2 separate regions of the Triticum aestivum genome follow, and region 2 is linked to region 1. Evidence: chromatin contacts called from public Hi-C data. All regions are on one chromosome and are shown on one strand. Each heading gives the region's core, a stretch centred on a gene start, on an enhancer-like site or on the middle of the called end of the contact. The rest is flanking DNA. Distances are from core to core; before and after follow the strand shown.

Region 1 (3,279 bases), core at 588-3,087:
GTGCGAAAGCAGCCGCAGACTTGCTTAAATTTACCCAAGCAGTGATGGCACCAGATCCCGCGTCCAACATCCCATCATAAATTAGGCGCGAGGAGGAGTAAATAAACATCAAGATCGGCTCCGCAGACAGTTTCGAAAATTGAACTGAATCTTTTATTACTAGCTGTTGCTCGATCGCCACATCTCTACGGCACCAATTTACTCGATGCAATGCTTGGTACTAATACAAAGATGATGATGATACAATAGACAACCGAATACAATTTTTTTGATACTGGTAGTAGCACTGTCTGCTAAGAACTATCGTATTTTCACACGCCCGGCACAAAAATGTCATGTTTCCTGTATTTATTTGCCTTCCTACCACAAATTAAGGCAAGAAATGAACAGATTTCGCATCATCAAACATGTAAGGATCACATTTTGGGGAACCTGCTACGCCGGACTGAGAGAACCAACCAAATTGGGCGTGCTGTTGGTGTTGTTGGATCGGATCGGATCAGATGAGCAGCTCTATGACTGGGTCTCGGTCTTGCGCTCGCCGTGAGAGTCGCGCTCCTGCAGCAGCGAGCCGGCTTCCTCGTCCGCCTGCGCCACCTTCTTCTGCGCCTCCTTGGCCTTGAGCGCCTGCAGCTTCACGTGGTTGTAGTAGCCCACGCCCAGGAAGGCGATCCCGTAGCCGAAGAGGTTGATCGGGGTCACCGTGTCCCGGATCACGGACCAGGAGAAGGCGATGAGCAGCCAGTCCTTGACAACGCCGGCGACGTTCATGGTGAGCGCCGACGTCTTGCCCACGAGCAGGAAGACGGCCAGGTTGAGCGCGAATGCGCAGAGGGAGTTGGTGCCGAAGACGAAGAAGTCAGGCTCGAACATGCCCACGGCGCGCAGCCTGGGCAGCTCGACGAAGACCCAGGGCAGGAAGAGGAAGCCGAGGCAGCAGGGCGCGACGTAGTAGAGCGAGGTGATGGGGTTGAGCGAGATCCCCTTGGAGGTGAGGAGGATCTGGATGAGGACGAGCCTGGTGGCCTCGAAGGCGACGGCGGCGAGCTGGAGCGCGACGCCGCGGAGGTCGAAGCGGGCCTCGCCGTAGGCGGCGATGGCGACGCCGAAGGAGATGGAGAGCATGTTGAGCATGGCAGAGGAGCGGAAGGTCTCCTTCTTGAAGAGCACCCCTATGGAGTAGACGGCGACGGGCATGAGCGCCTTGAGCATCTGGATGAAGGAGACGGAGAGGTAGATGTAGGCGGAGTTGGAGAACCAGAGGGAGAGCGAGTAGAGCGCGCCGATGGGGAGGACGGAGCTGGTGTAGAGCTGTGTGGTCATGGCGGGCGAGGAGGGGAGGTCGACGACCCGGAAGACGCGGACGAGCGCGACGGCGAGCGAGGAGCAGAAGGCCATGTGCACCATGGTGAGCGAGATGGGGAAGGGCCAGTTGTACATCTTGGGGTCGAGGATGTACTTGTTGTAGACGATGACGGTGAAGGAGAGGAAGATCCACACCGCGACGTAGCAGTAGGAGACGAGCACCTTGCGGAGCACCGACTCCGACATGGCCCCCTCGCCGCCGGCCTCCTTGGCCATGGCTGCTCCGGCGGGGCGGCGGATCTGGGCCTGCGCGCGCGTTCGCTCGCCTGCGTGGGGGATCTGGGGGCGGGGCGGTGAGGCGGATCTGGGAGGAGGAGGAGGAGGCTGGTGGTTGGGGGATTTTGGAGAGGAGGACGGGTGTGGGTGTGGGTTTCTTGGCACGGAGAGGAGGGAGTGGGCCGGCTCCTGTCACCTGTGTGTTGTGTCACACGCTCGGGGTCCGGCTTACCGCGGATGGCCACGTGGAGAATGGGGTGCTCCGGGGCTCGGTGTGGCGTGTTTTATAGGGCGGGTGCGGATGTGGCTTTGACTTCTTTTTCGGCCGCATGGCTCGCTTCGTTTCGTGTTGCTCCGTTATGTGCGGCCTAGTACGAGCAACGGGATGGGTTCCCTCTTATCGTGTGGAAATGCCACGGTATATCCGTACATTTCCACGGGAAATTCCTTCACTTACGATCACGACCAGTGCCTAATTTTCTCGACTAACGCTTGAGTTACGGAGCCTTTTTACGGATTCTACAGATTCTAGTTGGGAAATGTTAACTAGCCGACCTCGGGTTTTTCGTGTTTCCCGGCGGACGCGCTTACCGCCGTCGGATCTGGTTGCACGGATCTCGGGGCATCTACTGTTGCCACCTCTTATGAAAAAACCGTTCACGCGAGGGGCGAACGAGCTCATCTCCATTTTTCGTCACAGTCAACTCACTCATCTCCTCTGCCTCATTTCTTTTCCCATCACACATACAAAGAGAGGCGGCAGCGAGATTTCGGCCAGATCAGGGCGGGGCAAGCGGGGAGCGGTTGCGAGGTGCTCCTGTGGAGCTTCGGTGCAACGCATGGGCACAGAGGAGAGCGGGCGTGACAGCAGTGGAGTGGGCTTGAGGATGAGGCCGCCTCCATCCTTCACCGACCCCGAGGCCATGAGTTGTGGTGTAGGGAGGACATGCTCGTGTGCTTATGATGTGGGGGCTCGTTGTGCGATGGCGGCACATGCGAGGGGCAGTGTCTTCCGACGGCATGGTGATGCTTCTGATGGCGATGCTCATAGAGGAGGTCCGATGGACACGAGGTGCCATCGTCACCTTTTGCTCCCTATCTTCTTCGTTGTTCCATCATTGTGATCTGTTTTTTTAGATAATTTGTCTGAGAAAGAATGTAACCAGTTTTCGTGATATGCTTAGGGATGGCACCCACCGGGTTTTGGTATGGGTGGAGCCACCCATACCCTTACTCGTCTCCCATGAGCTTACCCATCACCCGTACCCATACTTTCCAATGGGTATAATTTTTTCCCATACCCGCCACCTGACAGGGTAAACTGGTACCTGCGGGTAAAAATGCCCATGTTTGTAACACATCAACTTGAGCAATGCATAGTCATAAGCAAAAACATTTAATCATAATTTATATAGAACAACACATCATAATAGTAGAAATACTTATAAACATGAACATGTCTTAAACAGGAACATGCTACTCATGTAGGAATTGTTGGATTTCCTCGAGGAGAAAGGGTGATGTAACACGGCAGTAGAAAATGTTTTTCTCAGTTAAGAACCAAGGTTTAATCAAACTTGTAGGAGTCTACAAGCTACCAAGATAAACATCATCTCCACCCAAACAAAATACCCAACTTCGCAAGGAGGTTGTCAGTCCCCTCGTCTTACTAGTTGCAAGGTTAAAAGTAAATAGTGA
Region 2 (2,999 bases), core at 150-2,649, 370 kb after region 1:
CTCACCCTCACTGGCTGCTCTAGCGGTGGCTGGAGGGAGGGAAACGTCGGGACTTTACTTTTGCACGTGTCTAGCAGCTTGGTGTCTTAATTAGGTCTTCTGCTGTTCATGATTTCGACTTCAGTGGTGGCGATGCCGGCAGCGAATAATTTTTCTCCAAATCTTTCCCACAAGCAATGGTCCTCTCGGCTTGCGGTGTTGAATCTTGGAGGCGGTGTCTATGCCGCCTCAAGTCCTTTGGATCTGGACTGGTGCTTCATGTGCCTTTGAGTTGGTGACGGTAAAAGTCATCTTCTTCCTATTCTTTGCGGTGTTGTTGTTGCAGGCAACTAGTCGCTACGCTAGAAGGTCAACCCTTGGGGAACGGGGTGATGCCCCCCCCCCCTCCCTTGCCAGTTTTTGCGGCGGCGATGAGGCGATGGCCTACTTTTCTCTCCTTTAGTGTCTTCCTAACACGACAATAGCTCTCTGGTGGTCCGTGCTCCTTCTCTGATGCAACGCTGCCCTCTTCGCCATTGCTGCGAAGCTCTCACAAGTTTTATTCAGTAGATGGTTCAGCTTTAGGGTTTTCTATCTAGCTAGATATGGCTTCTACGATGGAGGGTCCTTCTCTAGCACATTTTTTTAAACGGGCTTTCTCTAGCACGTTGGTGCAGCTGGAAGCACGACGACTTCCGCACCGCAGGATACATGATCAGGCCGGCTTCAAGAATGAAGCAGCAACGGTGGCATGCCTTCGGCTCGTGTTGGAGATTAGTTTGGCTGGCCATCAGAGAACATTATTATAATTTCCTTATTTTTTGAGATGTCTTGCATCGTTCGCATAAACCCATACTTGAAAGAGAGAAAAAAATTGGGTTTTTTCGTGGGGGCGGGGGGGGGGGGGGGGGGGGGGGCGCGTTTCGCACAAGTGACCTGATATGCTGTGGCCTGTGGATCGTGCTTCTTGGGAAGGTGAGGCAGCAGCAGTGTAGCCGTGCAGTGCACGCTGGAGCAGAAGCCTTCAAGACAAATTCTTGGGATTATCTCTGTTCAGAGTAGCGTCCACAATGACCTTCTGGATAGACCTAAAGTTGTGCCGTGGCACCGAACCCGGACAGGAACACTTCTCCCATCCAAAGCGTGCACCTCGACTTCACCAGTCCACCGATGACCGATCTCTTTCGCCAAACCCAACCGAACTTGTCAGTGGACGATGGAGAGGAAAAGGCACAAAAATGTTGGGGGAGGTGCCATGTCCCTGTGCGGAAAAAGGAGGCCGCTTTGGTGTGGCTCGGCCGGCGAGATGCACAAGTCAAGCACTCCAGGGAGAGTGACGGAGTCGGGGGCCTACTTAGTGCAGAGGGTTTGTTGGCGCCTTGGTAGAGACCGGAGACCGATCGGTGAAGTTGGCAAAGGCGATCTGATCGGGTACAGCTCCCTCGCTGGCATATTCGAATCTCCCACGTGAGCCGCGCGCCTCTTTAGAGCGGTTCCTCCTGGCCCGTAGATCGTGATGAGTTCCTACGCCGCCCTTCGATCTGGCCGACGTGACAGCGAGCTCGGGTGCTGGACTCTGGTGTGGTGTCTCCGAGAAAACTGCACCTTTTCTCTCACCTTGATTGATTGATACGCGTACCTCTGGTCCGTGGATAATGTGCACGGTTTGGTTTGGTTTGGCAGTGTCAAGTTAAGTAGATTTTGTTTGGTTTTCTGTAGTTGGGACAGCGTTGTCTTCTTTCTTAAAATGCATGTAGCTTGCAACGGAGGGAAGTTGATGGGAGCAGATTACCAATACAGGGCCTTGTTATTTGTTACTCCAGCTGAAGATTTTGAGCTTTTTGTAAACCAGATTAAGCAAAATTATACCTTCCGGTGGGCAGGGTCCTCCCTATGGTGGATAAGGGACGGCCATCTGAAGCCACAGGACTTTTCCTGGCCATCATTACGCATTGTACAACGAGTTTTGGTGTAACAAGGGGAGGGGGCTGTCTCTAGTGGTTGGCCGGAGAAAAGTTTTGATTCATCATTTCAACAGTTGCCGGGCCTTTCAGGCAGACATTGAGATAAGGGCAAAGTGAGCGACCCCTTACTGCATACGTACTTCCCTTCCTAGAAAGGCAACGCGCACTTTGGGTCCAGAAAGGGACAGCAGAACGGTAAAGAAAATGACCATTTCTTATGGGCGAGCTAACGTCATGTAACTAACATCAGACTGGACGACGAGCTATGTTAAAACTTAGTTATATTTTTTTCGAGTCATCCTTCGGCTCGGGAGCACCTGTGAGACGTGCAGTCGTCGTGCAGCTAGTTTTTTTTTTTTTGAAATAAGGCAAAAGATTTGCCATTCCAGAGGAAGAAGTTTTAGAACAAAGCTGCAAAGCGGCGAAAAAAGAAAGAACTGCTCTCGCCGCATTACAATACCCAACTATTTTGCACCGGCCAGAGACCAAAGAGACGCCTCCTTTTTAATCTTGGAAATGAGAACCATCGAAGTGACGGCCGTGTTACGGAAGACTCTAGCATTGCGTTCGGTCCATATCTTCCATGAGATGAGCATCATCAGAGAGGTCAGCGCCTTGGAAGATCCAACCCGAATGTGTATGTTGCTGGTCCACCAATCTCTCACCGAGACCCTCATCGCCCATGTGGCCATGTTGACGTGGTGCAGCTAGTGATTCGTCAAGTTCTGCCTCGACTGGCAGAATGGCACTAACCGTCGGCATGGTGAAAATTATGTCCGCGTCTTTGCAAGTTTGCATCATCGTTGCTAGTTCGGGCGTTTGGCCAAGGTGTTGTCAGATGGCGAGTTCTCTCTTCAATCTTCTTCGAAGGGCTATAGTAGGGCGACTCAAAAAAAAAGGAGCTAGCTATAGTAGGGGAGCTCCCTTATTTTAGGTGAAGTAGGAGAGCTCCTATGTGACGCTTTTTGAGTCAAGTAGTTGCTGTTTCGCACAGAGACTCCACTTGGCGGGCTTTCTGGGCCCTTTTCTGTTTCTTCCGTTTTGCGAGCGAGCGAA

What was found. Hi-C and Micro-C count contacts between places; a contact is called where the count stands out from the background.
Region 2: a contact with region 1 is called in a Hi-C map of an unstated tissue, with 5 times the contacts expected there. The contact joins the enhancer-like site here to the promoter of LOC123071092 in region 1. A contact is called at or near these places in 3 of 5 Hi-C or Micro-C datasets (leaf and an unstated tissue).

What each region holds. Positions count from the first base shown.
Region 1 is chr3B:588,079,134-588,082,412 of IWGSC CS RefSeq v2.1, forward strand. LOC123071092 (probable sugar phosphate/phosphate translocator At2g25520) reads right to left here and starts at 1,838. Exons shown (of 1, transcript XM_044494572.1): 1 at 136-1,838. The coding sequence starts at 1,581. The coding sequence ends at 514.
Region 2 is chr3B:588,446,187-588,449,185 of IWGSC CS RefSeq v2.1, forward strand. No RefSeq gene overlaps it. Among protein-coding and RNA genes, the nearest start is that of LOC123071093, 3.6 kb to the right of the region's middle. Within about 2 kb of position 1,400, at least 1 of the 8 cell types and tissues checked has an H3K27ac peak or open chromatin away from gene starts, as enhancers often do.